Regions from separate parts of the Mus musculus genome. Here regions 2, 3 and 4 are each linked to region 1. A link is a contact called in public promoter capture Hi-C data. All regions are on one chromosome and are shown on one strand. Each heading gives the region's core, a stretch centred on a gene start, on an enhancer-like site or on the middle of the called end of the contact. The rest is flanking DNA. Distances are from core to core; before and after follow the strand shown. Region 1 holds the start of Csf2rb (colony stimulating factor 2 receptor, beta, low-affinity (granulocyte-macrophage)). Region 2 holds the start of Apol8 (apolipoprotein L 8). Region 3 holds the start of Lgals2 (lectin, galactose-binding, soluble 2). Region 4 holds the start of Sh3bp1 (SH3-domain binding protein 1).

Region 1 (5,446 bases), core at 1,201-3,700:
GGTCCTATGTTGACAGAAGGGACAGCTATGGAAGATGAAGGATGCCCAAGTGTAAGGGGTCTCAGGTCACCTGCTTTGAATGGTGTGACATAATCTAGGAATGTTTACATCGAAGAAGCTGTTTTTCCGGGCTACTTGCTTTGTAGTCAGTGCTGCTAAAGAGGCTCAGGATTTGAGGAATTGCTAGAGAAAAGTTCATGACAAAGTGTGTAGAGGTCATATAGAGGTCATTAGAGGTCACACAGAAAGCAGCTGAGGAGAGGCCTTAGACACGTGGAACTGAGCAATGCCATCATGAACCCTGGTCAAGAGGGTCTAGACCAGTGGCTCCCAACCTTCCTAATGCTGTGACCCCTTAAAACAGATCCTTATGTTGTGGTGACCCACAACCTTAACATTATTTCATTGCTACTTCAATATTTTCATGTGGTTCTGAGTCGTGATGTAAATATCTGATCTGCTAGACATCTGACAGGAGACTGCCAAGGGGTCCCGACCCACAGGTTGAGAACCATTGTCTAGAGGACTGGCAGCAAGGGAGACAAGCACCCTGTGGCACTCAGGTCCCTTCCTGAAGTGTGGCCAGACCAGAAGTAGTGAAGCAAGATGGCGAACAGGTATCTGTGTACTCAGCAGGTCTGGGTGAAGGGACAGTCCCAGGCCCATGCAACAAGTGGCTTACTATGATTTCTGGTATAGACAGACAGGAGATCCTAGAAGACTTCTCACCAGGGGAAGAGAGAGGTCTAGGGGTCAGAGACAGCAGAGCAAGTGAAGGGGAGCCTTATAGGACAACCTCATTGACAGCCTTCTGGTTCCAGTACAGACATTAGGTTCCAGCTAAAGGTTTGTTAGAGCCAATGGCGGGATACAGTCTGAAGTGGCATTTCAACACATGCTGACAGAGAAGGAGTTTTCTTTTAAAGCTTTTCAAGAGGGCTGGCAAGATGGCTCAGCAGTTAAGAACACTGACTGCTTTTGTGAAGGTCTTGAGTTCAAATCTCACAACCATATGGTGGCTAACAACCATTTGTAATGAGATCTGACTCACTCTTCTGGAGTGTCTGAAAACAGCTACAGTGTACTTACATATAATAAAATAAATAAATTAAAAAAAATAAGGGCTTTTGAAAAAGAGGTAGAGAAAGGGGAGACGCTGCACTACAAAGAAGTGAGTGGAGGTGCCTTTTCCTTCCATTGCCAGATCAGGTTCAAAGGCCCTATGTGCTGGGCGTGAGCAGAGGCAGGGGCCTGAACCTCAGGCAAATTCTTTGCTTAACAGATCACAGAGATTTCTGTCGCACATATGCATGACCTCTGGAATACAGCATGTGGGATATATGGACAGGTTAGTTTATGATCTGTGAGACATGACAGTGGTCTCTGTCAGCAGAGGGGCTGTCTGTGTCCCTGTCTGAGAGCGACTGGTCCCTAGCTATGTGATGAGACACCTACCTTCCGGCACACTAGGTACAGAAGCGACACATCTGGACCCAAATCATCTGTGGTGATTTCAGAGCACAGTATGGTGTGTGTGTGTGTGTGTGTGTGTGCGTGTGCGCGTGTGCGTGTGCGTGTGCGTGTGTGTGTGTTTGTGACAGAGAGAGACAAAGAAAGAGAGAGAGACAGAGTTGGAGAGACAGAAACAGACACACACATAGAGAGAGAAAGAGATAGTCAGAGAGACAGAGACAGAGACAGAGACAGAGACAGAGAAAGAGAAAAACAGAGCTGGATGATCTGGTATATCTCTGGGCACTTCCCAAGTAAGATTGTCAAATTACACCCAGTACCAAGGGAGGTTCTACATCTCTGGTTCTGTCCCCAACACTTCGTCATCCTTGTAGGTAAATTTTCTCTACCCCCTCTCTTTCTCCTCTCTCTGTCCTCCATTTCTAGTTGAAACAGAGGAAGCCATGTCTCCCACTCACCCTGTCCCACAGATGTGTGACCTGAAGCTCAGGACAGGGAATTAAGTAACATATGGATGGCAAAGTTAGAAGGAACACAGTGCTTAGCCCGATATAGAGCTTTAGGGGAGTCCTCCCTGCCACCAGACCTCCAGTGATAAAGCTGTGTCCTCCCGGAGTCCCACAGCCCCAGAGCGTATCCTAACCGTACCTCTTCCAGAGTTCTAACTTTGTTCCCAGCTCCAATGCTCCGGGGTGCCCCTCCTCCACTCACTGACTTGGAGTCTGAGACCTAGTCTTTCTAGAGAGATCAAGTCTGAGGAATACGCTACCCCAGCCCTGTCTTATCCTGTCCTTTTCCACCCTGGAGACCCCCACAGCCCCTGCTTTGCGCCCACCCTCAGCTCTGCATCAGGAAGCCAGCCACTTACCTCTGTGCTTGGGCGACAGGCAGCCTCCTTCGGGAGCCTCCAAGTGCCAGTGAGTTGCAGGCTCTTCCTATTTATCTGTGCCCCATCTGGAGGAAACAGAGAGCAGATTGAGGAAGTTGCCAGTGCCCTTTCGCAAGCAGCTTCGCCTGATTCTCAGAATTGTGGACATTAGCCTCTGATAATACTCACGACATTTAGTTCTGCCAGAGTAGCTCGCTCCCCACCATCTCCCAGTCAGCTCTCATGTGCCCTTCAGGTCTCAGCCTGAAATGGTCTCCTCCACACCCCTCCCTGACTCCTCTGGAGGAAGCAGACACAGAGGGCAATAACCACCTCCCTGCAAGCATGTGCCCAGAGCCAGGCAGAGCTGGGGAGGACCTTGAGGGCACCACTTCTTAGCATGTGGCCTTATGCAAATCAGCTACAGGTGGCCTCTTCAAGTCTTGAGACACCTTGGGGTATTTTTCTAGAAGGACCTACAAACCAGAAAGGTTTTGAGGGTATGCCATTGACATGGAAAACCTAAGTTGACAACAGTCAGTAGGCAGTGGGAGCAGTCTTGATCCCTGGCTGTCAGCTTTGGCTTTCCCTTTTCTGTCCTGCCCTAGAGTCCCTGTTTTCTTCCCATCTTGTCTTCAGAGCAAGTGATGTTTTGTGTCTGTTCCCCTCCCCCAGTGCCCAGCCATGGCCCAGAGGAGGAACACATGACTGGGTATAAAGTGAATGAATGAATGAATGAATGAATGAACAAATGAATAACTTGAGGCTGCTGGGGTTAAGAGGAGGGGAGTGACAAGAAAAATGAAGACTGAAGTGTGACCACTATGCCCCTCCTTAGAAGTGGGAATAAAACACCCTTGGAAGGAGTTACAGAGACAAAGTTTGGAGCTGAGATAAAAGGATGGACCATGTAGACACTAGCATATCCGGGGATCCATCCCATAATCAGCTTCCAAATGCTGACACCATTGCATACACTAGCAAGATTATGCTGAAAGGACCCTGATATAGCTGTCTCTTGTCAGAGTATGCCTGGGCCTAGCAAACATAGAAGTGGATGCTCACAGTCGGCTATTGGATGGATCACATGGCCCCCAATGAAGGAGCTAGAGAAAGTACCAAAAAAGCTAAAGGGATCTGCAACCCTATAGGTGGAACAACATTATGAACTAACCAGTACCCCGGAGCTCTTGACTCTAGCTGCATATGCATCAAAAGATGGCCTAGTCGGCCATCACTCGAAAGAGAGGCCCATTGGACACGCAAACTTTATATGCCCCAGTACAGGGGAACGCCAGGGCCATAAAAGGGGAGTGGGTGGGTAGGGGAGAGGGGGTGGGTGGCTATGGGGGACTTTTGGTATAGCATTGCAAATGTAAATGAGCGAAATACCTAATAAAAAATGGAAAAAAAAAAAAAGAGGAGGGGAGTGAGCCATTCTCTCAGGGCAAAATTTAAAGGGACACCAAAACCCTTTCATAGAAATGAGTGATATTTTAATATAGTAAATAAATTCAAATAAGCATAAAAATACAAGCATTGAAATGTCAGATTTTTTTTAAAAGTAGCTTCAGTGATACACTGGTAATTTCTTATCTCCCAATACAGAGCTACAGAGATAGGAGACCAGACAGTAGGAGAGGGCCCCTGGGCAGGGGGACAGCAGTTAGTTCCAGATGAACAGAAACCTTCCACCAACCTCTGGACTGATTCTATTCTCAGAGATCAGTGTGCCCGAATCGTATACCTCTAATCCACAACACTGCAGATCCTCATGTCCAGACACCAATGGGTTTGTTTTACTTCATATTTTCTTTTATTCAACAGAAAACGAAAGTCAAGAAGTTCGGTGGCTGACTTGTCGCGAGGGGTGCAATCCATGGGGCACACGGCAGGTGTTTTGGTTCACAATGGTGTTCATTAGGTACTTAGTCAACCCTTTCTCCCCGTGCAGTAGCTATGCCATAGTCATGGCAGCAAACGACACAGAGTATGAATTGTGTGGTACCTATGAGAGGCTCTCATGGAACAGGGGATACTAACACAAGGCAGGTGGTCTCTGTCTGATAACTGGATCCACCCTCCTATGTGGCCTTGAAATTCAGAGAGATTAGTATCTCCTCACACATTGCATAACCATTTCTCCAAATATCTTACTGTTTGAGGAAATTGACACATCACCCAGACAGCCCTTGAAATCAATGCATAAATGGTCATGTCCACCATCCCCACCTACACGGGACACCCCGGACATGTAAAACTGACAAGAAATCCTTGATCCTCAGATCATACAGCAGGAACAACATGTCTTGTTGGACAACCTACTACTCTTTGGGATCAGTGTCACACTAGGGCTCAATAGGGTCCTTGTCACCAACCTCCTGCTACTTACTTTATATAATACCCATTGCTTTCTTAACACAGACTGTCCCCAGATAAATGTGCCCTTGCCCCAAGGGAGCCATTCTCACTCGATTTCAGATCTCAACTCAAAGTGAAAATGAACACAGCTAGTTAGCAGCCCAAAAGGCCATTAAGAAGGACTTCCCACAGAACAACATTGGTAAGATATGACTAAGCTATCCAAATGTTTACAGGTCACCTTTTAAACTGGAAGTCCCTGGCATATTTATGCAGTGTATCCTATGCTTTGGAAATTAGAGCCTTGGAAACAGTACCTGTCTCAAAGCAATAGATATACATATTAACTCTACCATAATTTATACAAGTGAAGTTTTAAATATGTTTCCATATATTCCCTCACGTCTTAGTCAGCTTAACTAGCAACTCGACCAGCCTAGAGTCTCCTAAGAAAGCAGTCTCAAGTGAGGACTTGTCCAGATCAGATGGGGTTGTCTTGACTGTTTCTTGGCTTGAGATAGCATCTCCCTATGCAGCCCTGGATGGCCTCAAACTCACAGAGATCAGCTTGCCTGTGCCTCCAAAAGGCATGAGCAACCACAGAAGTTGTCTTGATTGCTTATTGATGTAGGAGGGCCCCGCCTACTGTGGGCGGTACCATTCCCTAGGTATGTGATCTTGAGCTGTATAAGATAGTTACATAAGCATGAACCTACGAACCAGCCAGCACACAGTGTCCTGCCA
Region 2 (4,894 bases), core at 2,291-4,790, 570 kb after region 1:
AGGAATGCTTCCAGGTTTCTAAACCTGTAATTCGAGTCACTACTGGAGTAGATGTAGCAATGAATCTTTTGCCTGCATGTCTCTGTGGATCTCAGAAGAGGGCATCAGATTCCCTGAAACTGGAGTTAAAAGGCAGCTATGAGCCACCACTTGGGTGCTGAGAATTGATCCCGAGTCTTGCAAGAGCGGCCAGTGCCGCTCTGATTCATCGCTCTGGCCCTCTGAGAGTCCAATCTTATAACCACTGCAGACCTGCTGCCTCAGAGAATCTGGACACAGGATGCCATCAGTCCTCCAGAGGATTCAGGTGCATGCCAGGCTCCCAGAGCCTGGTGCGGGACCTGCAGGGGTGTCCAGTCAGGAGGATGGAGATGGCAATCTTTGCTCTAACCTCATGGATGCTTCATTCCCCTCCTGAATAAAACGAGTGGCAAACCCTACTTTCTAGACCAGCCTCTATTGGTTCTGCCTTTCCTAGGGTTACTGTAGCTTACCACATGCCAGATAGCCTACAACAGAGAGCTACTCTCAAGTTCAAAGCTGAGGTGTTTTCTCCGAGAGAATCTGGTGGGTCCATGTATCCCATGGCTTGGACCAGCACCACCCCAGTATCTGCTTTGTCTTCATGTGGCCTGCTTCCCCCATCTTTAAAATATTTTTAAGGATAAAGATGTTTTATGGGCTGGAGAGATAGATGGCTCAGAGGTTAAGAGAACTGACTGCTCTTCAAGAGGTCCTGAGTTCAATTCCCAGCAACCACATGGTGGCTCACAATCATCTGTAATGGGATTTGGTGCCCTCTTCTGGCCTGCAGGCATACATTCAGGTAGAAGGCTGTATACATAATAGAAGGACACTTGGCATTGGATTTAAGGCCCACACAAGTAATCCCAGATTCTTGGTTTACGGGCTCTGCCAACACCGTACTGTGGCCTCCATTCTGGTTATAGCAGCTAGGTGCTATGAATTTCAAGGCCATGCTGTGCCATGACAGTGACATCAGCCAGCCTTCTTCAGTGACTAAGGAGTGTGTTGCAGAGCTGTCTAGTGGGGTGGCTCCCCAGCCCCTCTTCCCTCCTATTTGAGAGTCTGCCGAACTTGAGCCTGGATCCTCTCTCCAGCACCCCTCTCATCCTCAGCGCTAGACAGTCTGGAGGCAAACTCCAGCCTCTTGGGTTGCTAACTTGCCTGTCTGAAATCAGAATCCCAGAGCTGCTGTGTTCACCCAGCCGGTGTGTCTGATGCTCCTGACCATTATATGTGCATCAAGCCGAGGGCAGTGCTACTTGTGTGTCATTGCAAAAGTCCAATAATTGTGATTTAGATCCTGTCATTTTTACATTCATTCTAAATCCCGAAGCTGACACATCACATTTGGAGACATGACATCCCATCTGAGCAAAGACAGGACAGTTCTCTGAATGAGGCTGGTGGCCAGGCTGTGGTGGCTGGGAGCAGTGGTCGCCCTTCTCACTCCCAGGCTGTCATGCAGTGCTATCAATGAGGGAGATGTTTTTTTTTTCTCCCGTGTTTTGCAGTCCTGACAGGTTAGTCTGGGGTGACCATTTAAGTACATTAGAAGCCCCGTGCCCAGTGCTCAGTTGGCAGGTCCCTGTCCCCTTCTGCATTCTCCGAGAGGAGGGTGCCTGTCTTGGGACAGCCAGTGTAGCATCCAGACAAGCATTTAAAACGTAGCTTGTCTGCACCAGTGAGTGCTGGGATGGGAGTGATCATGGTGGCCCGATGCTTTGGCTGCTGATCCCTCCACCATCCACTAGATGGTGCTGTACCCTGCCTGACTTGCTCCCCAGTTTCAGGGTTGTTTCCTTTGCGTTAGGATCCCCGTGGCCGTCGTTGCCAAAGATTAGGCTGAGATGTCAAGCAGGACATCCTGGGACACTTGCTTCGGATGCCACCAGTCAAGCTGAGCTATTGAGTAGCAGATTTTCAGATGCTGAGGAGTTTCTAGGGTTCAAGATCTCTATGCCCTAACCTGCCAAGTGAGTCCTATCCAGGGGGTTCCATCCAAGACTGTTGGAGAGACCATGTTCTGGTCTATTCCATGCTCTGATTAGAAGGTCTCCGTTACTGCTCTCTGGCTCATAGGGGAATTTACCTGGTTCTGCACCTTGAAGTACTTTTGTTTGGCTGTTGAGTTAATATTAATATCAATCCTGGTATTGGTACCAGGTAAGGGGTGTGTGTGTGTGAAAACTTGATGGAAGGGAAATTATAGAAAAAAAATGATCCCAAAATTACCAGAAGCAAAAAGGGGGATTATGAGTGCCACATGTCAGAATGTTTATCTTAGTTTGAATCTTGGCTCTGCCTCCCTGGTTGTCTGACAGGGACTAAATCTGGCTCCTAAAGATGTGGACAGCCCAAAAGCTCTCATCCAATTGTCCTTTTGGGCATCACTCTGTTTCAGGGCCTATGGGGGGCGAGGAAACTGAGGGCCCAGTCAGTAGTGGGGTGATTTGCCAAGGGCAGACTAGTCAGCTGGATCACAGGCTCACATCTCCCCTGACTCCTGTTATCAGTATGTGAGGGATGAAGGCAGAAAGCAGGAGCTGTCCTGGGTGTCTGGATAGGCAAGGACACAAGGTGTGGGGACTAAGAGGGGCACATTGCCAAACACCATCCCCAGAGCAATACCAGCTCTGCAATCCTAAGATCACTGAGTAGACCATTGGGTGTGAGAGAGAGAGACTCTGAGTGTGCAGAAACGCACAGGCTAATTCCGTAGAAATTCTAGTCTCCCCATATAGCCAGGTCTGGCTCTAAACCTATCATCTTTTCATCTAAGCTTCTTCCTGAGTGCTGAGATTCTAGGTTTGTGCCACCAATGTGGCCTTTTAAGGTCCCACTTAGTGCTTCAGTCTCAGAGTAAATGGGCCAGCATGGGTCTCCACTCTGCCCACCAGGAACCTGTGTTTTCAACCGATGGATACATCACCTGTGCTGTTGACCCCCCCAAGGCCACTGCCCACCTGTGGGGTGGGGTTAGAGTCTCTACAGTGGGAGCCAGGTGCCACAGCCACTGTGGGAAGATGAAGGGGCAGAAAGAACAGGAGTGTCCCATTGTGGAGTGGGAAAGTCTCACTACAGGGTCAGCCACAGCAAAGACACGGAGGTGTCATGGTCACTGAGGCAGGATAGACTTGAAGGTGTATGTATGATAGAAGCAGGGGCTGGTTGGGAGGGGGGAGACTGCAGTGGGCTTGAGGCCTGGAGTGCTGACTAAAGGGGATTCAACTTGACCCTGAGAGATCATCAAGGACCCCTTAGAAGGAGCAAGGTGTCTTCCCTCCCTCCCTCCCTCCCTCCCTCCCTCCCTCCCTCCCTGCTCTGAGGATGCCCTGAAACCATCAGAAGGGATGGGGTTGGAGGGTTGCTTTGCGCAACTCTGCTCGGGTTCCAGCTGGGAAGAAGAGGGCTCCTATCAGGGCTGCACAGCCAGCCAGGAGCAGGGCAGGGCAGGGCAGGGCAGGGCAGGGCAGGGCAGGGCAGGCCTGGGCAGGGCAGGGCAGTCCTTCCCAGAACAGCCTTTCTGTAAACTGAGTCACAGCCCCCATCAAGAGGTCTACCATGCCCACATCAGCACCCAGCTGCAGCACAGGACCAGGTCAGTGCAAGGCTTTCCTGAGGGGCCAAAGAATGGAGACTGGGGACTTTTCCTTGCCTATGAACGTCTTTGCCTGGGGGTGGGGAGTGAGTAGTCACAAGTATGACAACAATAACAAAATGGAGAAGATTTTATCTGCTTATGAAAGGAAAGAATATTAATGAACCATCTGAGAAGATATTGAGACATGCTCCCCTTTGTTGCTCTTGCAGGTGGTAGGTGCCTTGACAGAGCTCCATAGAGGTGAGGGGAGCCAGGCAAGTCTTGGTTAAATTAACCCTGTGGTAGTTAACCCTATAATGGGTTGCTGGACCAAACTTTTCTCAGTGTACCTTGTGTGCATGCAGAGCTGGGCAGTATAAAAAATGACAGTGAAGACAGAAAAGGGACAGACACACGTGTAAAGGCCACTTCATCTCATCTGGTGAACTGGGGGACATTTGCAGGCCTCTTGCTGTTTCTGCCAGGCCTTTGTGTGCCTGGAAAATACCACCAGAAACAATTCTTACTGTGCCCTCACACACACCATCCCAGTGGGACAGAACTACTTTTAGCTTTCTGCCTACAAAGTAAGTTAGTTATTTTAAGGTTTTTTTTTTTGTATTTTTCTTTTTTCTTTTTCTTTTATTTGTTTTGTTTTTATTTTTTAGAAATAGAGTGTCACTGTGTAGCCCTGGCTGGCCAGGAATTTGATCTGTTGACCAGGCTGGCTTTAAATTTACAGAGATCCACTTGCCTCTGCTTCCAGAGTGCTGGCATAAAGACATGTGCCACCACAGCAGCCTAGACTTATTTTTCAAATGTGTGTGTGTGTGTGTGTGTGTGTGTGTGTGTGTGTAAGGCAGAGGACAACTTGCAGGAGTGAGCTCTGTCTTTCCATTATGAGGGTCTGGGATTGAACTCTGCCCATCAGCCTTAGCCACAAGCACCCTTACCTACTGTACCATTTTGCCAGACCTCTAGACAGATCTTGAAGAGGTAATCTGAAAGGCAGACAAAGTTCTATTAAAGGAGAATGTCCTTTGCACTACTGTCTACATAAAGGATTGGCTATGACGTGAGGTTCCATGGTTAGCGATGGCAGATGGGCAGCCCAGAGCAAGTACTGAAACAAAGGCAGGAAGTGGCAGGATTCTAAGCCCTGGTTAGATTCAGGACCCTGCAGAAGCAAGGAGAGAGAGAGAGAGAGAAAGAGAGAGAGAGAGAGAGAGAGAGAGAGAGAGAGAGAGAGAGAGAGAGAGAGAAAGAGAGAGAGAAAGCGAGCCCTGG
Region 3 (5,605 bases), core at 1,858-4,357, 530 kb before region 1:
TGTCTCAAAAAAAAAAAAAAAAAAAAAAAAACCCAACTCACAGTTTCGGTAAGAATCCTAGAAGGGGGCTGATAAGCCTGCTGTGCCTCTGGCTCAGGTCTCTTACCAGGCTGCATTGAGCTGGCCAAAGTGGGGTCAGACCCAAGGGCAAGAGTGCCCATGTGGCTTGCGGCTGTGCGGATGGAGACTTAAGTTCTTTGGCACACAAGCCTTTTCTTACAACAGGGCTGTGCTGCTTATACCAGAATAAGGACAGGGAGAATGGGCCTTTGGTAATATTCCTGTCTTAATCCACTTTTTTGCTGCTATATCAGCATATCTCATACCAAACAGTATTAACAAGAGATGTTTACTCTCTGTGACCCAGAGGCTAGGAAGTCCATGAGGATGCCACCGTGCCACCGCACCAGGCTAGGGTCCTTGTGCTGTGTCATAGCTGAGAACAAGAGGACATATGGCAGGCAGGGGGGAAGTTGGGCCCAGCCCATGCTTTTATTAGGAGCCCATTCTGGCATTGATCTACTAGGTGATTAGGTGGCCTAATTGTCTCTTCAAGGCCGAGCCTCACCATGTGACCCAGTGGCATTTATTTTTCTGACATTAAGTCTCCAGCAGCCCAGGCTGGCCTCCATCTACCATGTAGCCAAAGATGACTTTGAACTCTTGATCCTCTCAAGCCTAGGCTAACAGGTCGGCACCACTGTGCTCGGCTGAAGACAATGAATTCACCATGAGCTGAGCTTTGGGGCAAACGTTCAGACCCCAGCACTAGCCTTGGCTGGGACAGCCCATCACTGCTATATAAATAACTCTTCCCGTCAGAAGCAAATCACAAGTCCGGTGATGTGAGTGAAGTTGATCTTACAAAAGTGTGCATGTAGGGAGGGGCTGGAGCCCTCTGGGGGGAGACGGCTCAGTGTGTAAGAGCACTTGCTCTGAGAACATGAGGATCCGAGTTCAAATCCCTGGCACCTGCATGACTGAGCCTGAGGCAGAGGATAAGCTCAGGCCAGCCTGAGGTAACTAGTGAATTCTAGGCCAACCTGGGTTAGAGAGACACCATGTATCATAAGCAAGCAAACCATAAAATGCAGCTTGAAAGACACACAGACTTATGGCTTGTCATGTCGCTCTAGCTGTGAAGGTGACATGACATGAGACATGAGATTTCTGTTCTTTTTCTGAGCACTTGCCAAAGCTTCTGTGGTGTGTGGGACTTAATGCCATCATCAGAGGTGAACCAGGTCCACTTTCTACTGCACTTTCAAATGTCTTAGCTCCTTTGGCTCCCAGGAGAAGGGCTGAGAAGCAATCCATTTCCTCGTGGGTAAAATAAGGAAATAAACCACTCCCCTCTTGGCCTGGCACCGGAGGTGGTGTCTGATGGGAGCACTGGGCAGTGAGCCACCCACCGGCTCCTGGCACCCCATGGGACTAGGCAGGGCTGGTCTCCCAGTGCCCTGCCCAGCGCGGTTACTGCCAACTCGGATGGAAGCCTCCATGGCTTGCCAGTCCAGAGCTCTGGCAAAGTTCTGTTTCTGGGAATGTGCACTGGGGAGCTTGTTGGGGGTGCTGAGGGAGTAGCGTTTTTCTTTTTAGAAGATTTATTTATTTATTTTATGTATATGAGTACACTGTAGCTGTCTTCAGACACACCAGAAGAAGGCATCAGATCCCATTACAGATAGTTGTGAGCCACCATGTGGTTGCTGGGAATTGAACTCAGGACCTCTGGAAGAGCAGTCAGTGCTCTTAACCACTGAGCCATCTCTCCAGCCTGGGAGTAGCGTTTTTTAATGGGGCAGACTAAGATGAAGTAGTGCTCAGAGGTAGGACATGGCTTCTATAAACTAAGCCTTGGAGAGCTGGAGTGTTTCACAGCCAGCGACATCTGATTCTGAAGTGCAGATCTGTGAGCCTCAGTGTTCCCAAATGAAGTAGGATAAACAACTGTAGAGACCTGTCTGTGGTACAAACCCACTGGAAGGACGGGCAGCACAGGTTCCCTCCCAGCAGAGGAACTACGTCAGGTTTCTTCCTCTTGACAGTATCTAATTGTGTATATGGACCCCAACTACCACAAAATTCATAGGCATAAAGGGCGAAGGACAGAAACCCCCAGTGTCCCGAACCCTTGGGTTCCCTCCTGCACGTTTGGTCTGTGTCCCAGCAGAACCAAGCTCTTTTGTGCATGGTGCCAGGGATGGAAGCCACAGGGCATGCATCCTGAGGATACAGCACACCACTGAACCACCCAGCCCTCGCAGAATAGTTGACTTTTGGCATCTTCTTCCGCCCGTTTTTAAGCACTTCAGTTATACTTATTTGTGTGTGCACATGTGCCATGGTCCATGTGTGGAGGTCAGAGGGGACACCTTGCAAGAGTTGGTTCTTTCCTTCCATCATGTGAGCTCCGGGAAGCAAACCCCGGTGGTTAGGCTTGGCAGCAGGCACCTTTATCCGTCGAGCCATCTCACTGGCCCTAGATGTGAATCTACCACTTTTGAAGCAAAATGTGTGCAGCCAGATATAGTGTTTCCTGCCTGTAATCCCAGCACTTGGGGCAGAAGTGTGAGAATAGAGAGTCCAAGGCTAACCTGGGCTAAATGGTCAGACTCTGTTTCACAAGAAGAAAAAAAAAGAAACAAATTATATGTATAATCAGAAAAAGCATGGATGAGAGAAGGGAGAAAAAAGTCTTTGAATGACTCACAGACACACTGAAAATTAGAAGCTTGGACATCTTTTAACAGAGCCAGCCTGTCTTTTTGTGGTTGTAGGAGCTGGGCTCAGCAAAGAGGTTGGATGGCCTGCCAAGATCGGGGTGTTTGTGGTTTGTGTGGGGGTGGCACTAGGGCATCCTCCCTTGGGCTTTGTGGAGTACTGACCACGGAGGCTGGTAGGAATTGCCAGAAGCGGGGCCAGAGGGATGCTCACGATCGAGTCAGAGTGAGTGAGGAGCCATCTTCCTGTTTGTTGAGTGAGTGCCTGCATATACAGACCGGGTGATATTAGGAGATAAAGGTCCAAAGTCCTTATTTATGGCCTCGGGGTGGTTAATGTGTAATACTCTGGGATTATAAGCCTGACCAAGAGGGGATACCTTGAGCACAAACCTCTAGGAGCAACTGGGAGAGCTGTGGCCAGGAGCTGTCACCATGTCGGTGAGGATGCTGGCCCTCTGCACCCACTTCCTTCTGCTCATGTGTCTTTGCTAGAGTGTGTGGGTTGGGGGGTTCTGGGGTCCATTGTTTGTTTATTTATTTGTTTGTTTGTTTGTTTTTTCAAGACAAGGTTTCTCTGTGTAGCCCTGGCTGTCCTGGAACTCATTTTTTAGACCAGGCTGGCCTTGAACTCAGAAATCCACCTGCCTCTGCCTCCCAAGTGCCACCACCACCCGGCTTCTGGGGTCCATTATTGCCACCCTTCTCTTTGTGTCAGTTTCTCCCGGAGAACCAAAAAGAAAGCTGGGTTGCCAAGCTGGTGACACATGCCTTTAATCCCAGCACTAGGGAGACAGAGGCAGGAGGATCTCTGAGTTCAAGACCAGCCTGGTCTATAGAGAGTGAGCTCCAGGATAGCCAGAGCTATGTAGAGAGACCCTGTCTCTAAAACTAAAAGAAGAAAACTGGTGGATAATCTCTCAAACCCTTAGCATTGAAGCTGTCTGTCTCTCTGTCACCACCAAGTTCAGGGCCAGAACTTTCCTTTCCCTCTTTGAGGACAGCAACAGTCGTATTAATTATTACTGCCGACCTCTACTGAGTCTCATAAAGATGAGAGTTGTAGGGCAGGGGCTGGGGGAAGGGCCCAGACCAACGATATAGCATGTGCGGTGATTTAGCCAGTGCAAGGCCCTGGGTTGGAACTCCAGCACCAGAAAATATCACGCTTCCAGAGGAACTGCATGGAACAAGCTGAGTGGGTAAAGTGCTTGTCCACCATGCATATAGCCCAGGGTTTGATCTCCAGCACTGCATAAACTGGATGTGACGGCGCAACTGGCAAGCCCAGGATTCAAAGGCCAGAGGCAGGGGGATTTCTGAGTTTGAGGCCAGCCTGGTGTATATAATGAGTTCCAGCTACATACTGAGATCCTGTTGAGAGAGAGAGAGAGAGAGAGAGAGAGAGAGAGAGAGAGAGAGAGAGAGAGAATGGAAGAAAAGGAAGGAAGGAAGGAAGGAAGGAAGGAAAGAGAGAGAGAGAGAGAAAGAAAGAAAAAAGAGAGAAAGAGAAAAGGAAGAAGGGAGGGAGAGAAGTATGGAGGGAGGGAAACTGAGGCTCAAGATGAAACCATAGGTGGCTAATATCTACATATTGCAAGAGTATTGGCACACTCTCGAGAGCCTGTGTTCCGATCTGGCTCCTGTGAAGTTTCTGGTGTGACTTTGGACAAGTTGATGTCCCTCTCTCGGGCAGCTGGTTCTCCCTGATGTGTATGAGATGGGACCACATGACACTCTCTGGGGACTAGATGATAGGTTTATTCCCTAGGACTGTTGGAACAAACCACTTCAAAATAGGGGGCTCCCCACCATAGCGATTTTTCTCATGGTCCGGGCCAAGTCTGGGCAGGGCCTGGCACTCCCTGAAGGCTCTAGGGAGGCAGCTTATTTATCCACTCCAATTTCCTGTGGGTGCCTGGCACCCATAGGTACCTTCTCTGGAAGCTTTGTAACTACAGGTCTTGCCCCCTCTGCATATAGCCTTCCTTTTGGGGAGGTGTTTCTGTGTTCTGTGCCCATGTATGTATGTGTGTGTGTATATATATATATTATATATATATATATACATATATATTATATATGTATATGTACATATATATTATATATGTTTTACCTGCACACAGAGGTGTGTGTGTGTGTGTATGTAATGGCACTACCCAAGCCAGTGTAGGTAGTGTGCGGGATGTCCATGTGACTGGGTGTCATTGTAGAAAGGGAGAGTGGAATCCTTGCCTCTGTCTCGCAGGAAGCTCTTTGTGGCCCAGACACACCCTTGGCCTTCTCTATTTTGGCCACCTCAGCTCTTTTCCTTTTTTTCTTTCTCCTTCCAGATAACCACTTCATAGCACTAGTGGGAAACCCAGGCCCAATGGGGTGAGGCTGGCCCCAAGTCACGTGGCCAGCTAGAGGTAGAGCTTGGATTTGGTCTGACGCACCCTTACCAGCCCCACCACCTAAGAATTGCCCATGTCCCACCTGCCTTTGCCTTCCATCTCTCTGGTCTTAGGCTTTCTTGAGTCGGGACAAGGCTCAGGGTCTGTACATGCTGTCAAGTCCCAGCACCCCTATTTATACAAACGTACCCCCAACCCTGGCCTTCCTTGTACCCTAGCTCTTGTGGTAGCTGCCACCCCCAGTCTCAAGGGCTCCAGTTTCTCCTGTTCCAGCCAGGAAGTCAGAGATGTAAAGATGAGGGGTCCCGTTGCTTATTCCACCCATCCCAGGAAGCCAGGGTAGGGTGGATGGCATGGTTTCCTGGGGACTGGCATATGCCCACACAGTGAGAATGTGTGATGTCACCTCCCAGACTGAATGTTTCCTTTATTTTATTTGATTTATTGTCTAGACAGTTTTTTGGGTTTTGTTTGTTTTGTTTTTTT
Region 4 (4,833 bases), core at 2,098-4,597, 570 kb before region 1:
TCAGACACCAGCTTCTGAAGGCTTTTCTTGTGCTTCAGGATGGCAGGCAGCTCCTCCTGAGGGCAGGCGCAGGGAGGGCTCAGGGGTCTGGTGGGAGCAGGGACGGCGGTGGGGGGAGGCTAGGGCTGGGGTTTGGGGTACACAGTCACCTCGCTCAGCCTGCTGAGCGGCTGCAGGACATCCCTCTCCAGGGTCATCTCAAACTCGGCTAGGATTCGGGCCAGCTGGTTCTGGATGGCGCAGGTCATCTCCAAGGCCTTCCTGTGGGCCGAGATTCCCAGTGGGCCAAGGCTGCCTTGGTCCCTTCACCTCCACCTAGAAACACCTGAAGGTCCCAGCCTCTCTGTTTCCCGCTTTCTTGGGCCTTAGTGATCTGGACATTTCTCCCAGCTCGGGTCATCCTTTCGAGGTAGACACCCTGGCTGATCTGACCCCCCCCCCACTGTCCCCTCTATCGAAGAGCCAGGTCCCAACCATGCTCACCCCATGCTGGAATCAGGATCCAGTTCCTTGAAGCTCTCTGCCATCGTGGTAGAAAGAGCCATGAGAGGAAGCTTCTTCTGCGGGGAGGGGTGGGGTGGGGGGTGGGATGGGGGGGTGGTGAGAGGAGGGGGGTGAGTGAGCCTGACTTTACCAGTTTCCTACACTTTACTGGAGCCCAGAGCATCTAGCCAAACTCACGCCCCAGCAGAGGGAAGAGTCAACTCAATAGATCCACAATCATAGGTAAGTGTGGAAACTGGATGACGATGACAGTGCGTGGCCCCCATCCCCCCTCCATGCATGCACACTTGTGTACAACCTCTCACAGACCTGGGATCCCTCCCTCCCTCCCTTATTTGACCAGACAAGAAGGAATGATCAACCCAAGAGAGTCTAGGAAACTACTGTGGAGAGGGAGGGAGCCATTTCAAAGAGCTGGCCTTGTGGCTGGGGTAGGGGGTGAGATGGCCTGAACTCCTTCCCTGTCTCATGGCACAGGTGGTTAATCTGGTCAGTCTCTAGCTCAAGTTCTCCAGGGTTTCCCATTGCCTCACATCCAGACTCTCCTCTAAGGGGGTGGGGGTGGGTGGGTGGTATATGCTAGGTGCCCTCAGCGGACTGAAGAAGGTGCCCTGGGACTGAGAGTGGTGAAGTGTGTGGGTGGTAGGAACCGAAGCCAGGTCTGTGTAAGAGCAAGTGCTATGCTGAGCGGACCCTCCAGCTCCAGCCAGGTGAATGTTTGAACCATCCGCATACTTCCTGCATTTACAATCACAGGGACCCCCGGGTCCACTTTTGTCACTCGTTACCTGGGTGATCTTGGGCTAGTAAATTTAGGTCCCGGTTTCCCATTATACACCAGTAGACTGTACAAGGGGCTGTTGCCAGCAGTGGGGAGACAATGCATCAGCAAGCCGTCTTAGCAACAGAGTAGCAGGAGTCAATAGCCGCCCAGTTGAGTAACAGAGCATCCTCCTCCATTCAGCTCCCAAGGTGTTCCGCCCACCTAGACCGCTTGGGGGCCTACTAGCTCAGAGCAAAGCTCAGAAGCTGCAGCCCACCCAGGGGGGGGTCATTCCCACCCCATCCTTCACCACACAGGTCTCTCCTCCCAGAGACCCCACTTACCACCCGCTTGTCCATGTCAGCCCCGCTTTGGCCCTGCAGACAGGCCTGCAGCCGTTTGTGAACATTGTGGGCTGCTCGTTTAGCTGGCTCCAGCCGTTGCTCTACCTGGGAGGTACAGGGGCGGGGCGTGTGAGGACTGTATACTGTGTCTCCCCTAGAACAAGAATCACTTTTCTCTTCCCTCCTGGGCCTTCCCTGGCCAGCAGGGAATGACACAACCAGGCCCTTGACTGCTGTCCCCGCCTGCCAGCCTCTATACTGACAGCCTGCATGGGCCTGCCTCCCAGCCCAGCCCGCCCAGGCCCAGGCACGTACCTGCAGCAGGTCCTCACCCAAAAACTCGGCAGTCTCCGGGGTGCTGTGGGGGAAGGGGGCTTTGGATGAGTCAGTCTGGGTTAGGGAACCCACTGCCTCCCTCTAACCCCTGCACATGGAACCTGAACCCAAGATGCTTCCAGGACCCACCAAGCCTGGGTGGCCCGTCCACATCGTAGCTGGAGCACATTCCATGGTAGTTAAGAGGATGCATGCCTGCTTCCTCCTCCACCCAGGGCTGTGTCCTGGGAGAGGGTGGACCCATGACACCGAAAAAAGCAGGAGGGAGCTACCCAGGGCCCAACTTCGGGACAGAGGAAAAGTTTCTCATCTCCCCATCCCCCTAAATAGTTTGCCTGGCCCGGAAAGAGGAGGCCTAAGCTGGCCCCCAGAACGGGAAGTGTGGAAGCTGGTCTCCGGGGTGGCCAGGCCCACAGGCATACGACATTGGACTGCAGCTGTGGGCAGGTCTGGGGACTCTGCCCAAGGATACATAGGGACATGGGTTCAGGGCAGAGTGGCTTGGCTTCGTAGGTACATATAAGTGTTTGTGTCACTGCAAGGTCTGGATCAAGTTTCTGGATACACGGTCACCTCTCTGGGCCCAAAGAATGGGGAACTCCCAGGCTGGGGAAGAGGGACAGAAAGAAAGGCTCCGAGAAACTCCCCAAACTTCCGCTCCCATAGTTTTGGGGCTGGGAACCGAGGAGACCAAGGGGTGTCTCTACCTGAGCCTACGAAAAGCAGAAGCAGGACCAAATGGCAGGAGGCCCCTGGGTTGGGGGAGGGGACGGACACCCAGAGCAGAGCAGGCCCCTCCTCCCCAGGCCAGAACACTGCCAGTCCCTTCCCCCAGGGTCTGGGGCCCCCGATCGGCTCCGTTCCTCCCCTTCCCTCCAGTTAGAGGTGGCTAACTGTTCCCATTGTCCGGAGGGGACAAATGAGGTTCCAGGCAGCGTCTTGGCTCAGGACGCATTCTGCTCTCTGCAGCAGCCTCTCCAACCGGGAATGGAGGTGCCTTCCCCCGCTCCCCCTCCACCGCCCGCAAAAGCCAGCTATGCTTGTGCGACCACAGTGACTTCAGACCCCAGGAAACGAGGTCAGGGCTCTGGCATGCCAGAGGGCCGCTGCCTAGATATCTTCGACCTCTGTGACCAGTTCCCCACTCTCCTGCGCTCGCTCAGGTCCTGCGAAACGATAGCACGGCTAGAAGCGGGTGACACTCACCGTCCCGAGCTGCCCGTGTGGGCCAGCTGCCGCATGCGGTGCAACTGCCTCTTCATCATCTTGGGTCCGGGCAGGGGGCCGAGGAGTCACCTTGGGGGTTGAGGCTGGCAGCCCCCGGCCCAGCCTGCTTCCCCGCGCGCTTCGCCCCGGATGGGTGGGCGGCGCTCTGGCTTCCTGGGCCGGCGCGCTCCTCTGGCTGGTGCTGGCGCTGGCGCGGGCGCTCTCCTCCCCCGCTCACGACTCCGCCCCCGGCCCCCAGGTCACTCCTTTCTCCAAGTTTGGAGTCTCTCTCTCTCTCAAGTTTGGAGTCTCTCTCTCTCTCTCTCTCTCTCTCTCTCTCTCTCTCTCTCTCTCTCTCTCTCTCTCTCTCTGCTTCCGGGCCTCAACGACCCCCGGGTTGTCCGACCCGCCTGCCGAGTGTCCGTCGGTCTGTCTCTCTGAGGTCCGCAGTTGAGTGCGGGCTCTTCCTTCCCGCAGCCTGTCCTGTCACCGCGGCGGGTGGCGGGAAGCAGGTAAGCTGCTCCTGCCATCACCGCCCTGGGTATAAACAACCTTTGCTCTCTTAGAGGGAAAGGAAGGCTGCCTAGAAGGGACAGGCCTTCAGGACCTGTGCAGGCCAGTCACTAGGGGATGCTGCCTGGGGACTTCTTCTCCACCATACTATTCCCTGACCATCCCCCTTGCCTGCTGGACCACTGGCTCAGAACTTGGGGTACCTGGGACTACCAGATACTAATGTCCTTGGATCAGTCCCCAAAATTCTGCATTCATTGTGTATAGTAGCTTGGTAGGACAACTGTCCTTGTCCAGTCTATGCCACAGGGTAAACAAGATACCCTGGTCTGCTTGGTCTGCTCGTCAGCCCTTGAGGTCCTGTCACTCTACACTTTAAAGAGTCCCAAGCTTTGACCGCTTCCCCTATTTGTAAAACTCTTTCTCATTTCTTTTAGCAAATGTCCCAGGCGCCTGCCCTTCCTTCTTGTCAGGCCTTGATATGTATGGGTGCTGCTCTGAACCCCCAAACCCGATTTTCTCTTTGAAATGTTCCGCTGAACACCAGCCTGAGCATACAATAGGTGTTCATAGCTACAGAGCAAGAGAGCCGGTGGGCAACTGCAAGCTGACTTCAGTATGCACCCTTCAGGCTTGGGAGGGGGAAGGGTGACTACAGGAAGCCCTGTGCACCACACCAAGCTTTGCTCTCTTAGTTTCAGTTCAGAGCCATACCACTTGAGCACCTACTGTGTGGGGGTAGAGAGTTGGTGTGCTCCTCAAAGACTTCCCTTTGCTCCAGACATCTCTGTGTACCCAGCACAGGTCTGGCACATGGTGTTCACTCAGCCGCTTTCCCCATTTAAGAAGTCCTATCGAGTGTGGGAGGAGCCCAGAGGGGTCCCAGCAGCTGCTGCAGCCAGAACATACTGGCCAGGAACAGCCACAGCCTCTCATCAGTGGAATCCTGGCTCTCTGATGGGGAGTTGAGAAGGCAGAGCAGCTTCCTTGTCTTTCTTTTTCCGATGGGAAGGAAGGCTGCTGCCCAGTGTTTGGAGAAGAGATGGCAAAAGATTCTAAAGAGGGGGCTGGAGAGATGGCGCAGCAGTTAAGAGCACTGACTGCTCTTCAGTGGTCCTGAGTTCAACTCCCAGCAACCACATGGTGGCTCCCAACCATCTGTAATGG

Evidence for each region. Promoter capture Hi-C pulls out the DNA fragments that hold promoters and counts their contacts.
Region 2: a promoter capture Hi-C map of hippocampal neurons shows a contact between it and region 1, with 2.6 times the contacts expected there. The contact joins the promoter of Apol8 here to the promoter of Csf2rb in region 1. A contact is called at or near these places in 5 of 39 promoter capture datasets (the 3T3-L1 cell line, embryonic stem cells, hippocampal neurons and 2 more).
Region 3: a promoter capture Hi-C map of hippocampal neurons shows a contact between it and region 1, with 3 times the contacts expected there. The contact joins the promoter of Lgals2 here to the promoter of Csf2rb in region 1. A contact is called at or near these places in 3 of 39 promoter capture datasets (the SN4741 cell line, hippocampal neurons and liver) and 1 of 115 datasets of contacts at active chromatin or transcription factors (large pre-B cells).
Region 4: a contact with region 1 is called in a promoter capture Hi-C map of hippocampal neurons, with 2.7 times the contacts expected there. The contact joins the promoter of Sh3bp1 here to the promoter of Csf2rb in region 1. A contact is called at or near these places in 3 of 39 promoter capture datasets (hippocampal neurons, liver and neutrophils) and 1 of 115 datasets of contacts at active chromatin or transcription factors (microglia).

Annotation. Positions count from the first base shown.
Region 1 is chr15:78,322,994-78,328,439 of GRCm38.p6, reverse strand. Csf2rb (colony stimulating factor 2 receptor, beta, low-affinity (granulocyte-macrophage)) reads right to left here and starts at 2,450. Exons shown (of 14, transcript NM_007780.4): 1 at 2,342-2,450.
Region 2 is chr15:77,753,919-77,758,812 of GRCm38.p6, reverse strand. Apol8 (apolipoprotein L 8) reads left to right here and starts at 3,540. Exons shown (of 4, transcript NM_001081970.2): 1 at 3,540-3,625.
Region 3 is chr15:78,853,031-78,858,635 of GRCm38.p6, reverse strand. Lgals2 (lectin, galactose-binding, soluble 2) reads left to right here and starts at 3,107. Exons shown (of 4, transcript NM_025622.3): 1 at 3,107-3,164. The coding sequence starts at 3,159.
Region 4 is chr15:78,898,282-78,903,114 of GRCm38.p6, reverse strand. Sh3bp1 (SH3-domain binding protein 1) reads right to left here and starts at 3,347. Exons shown (of 18, transcript NM_001316684.1): 1 at 3,154-3,347; 2 at 1,927-1,969; 3 at 1,612-1,716; 4 at 484-560; 5 at 150-261; 6 at 1-56. The coding sequence starts at 3,212.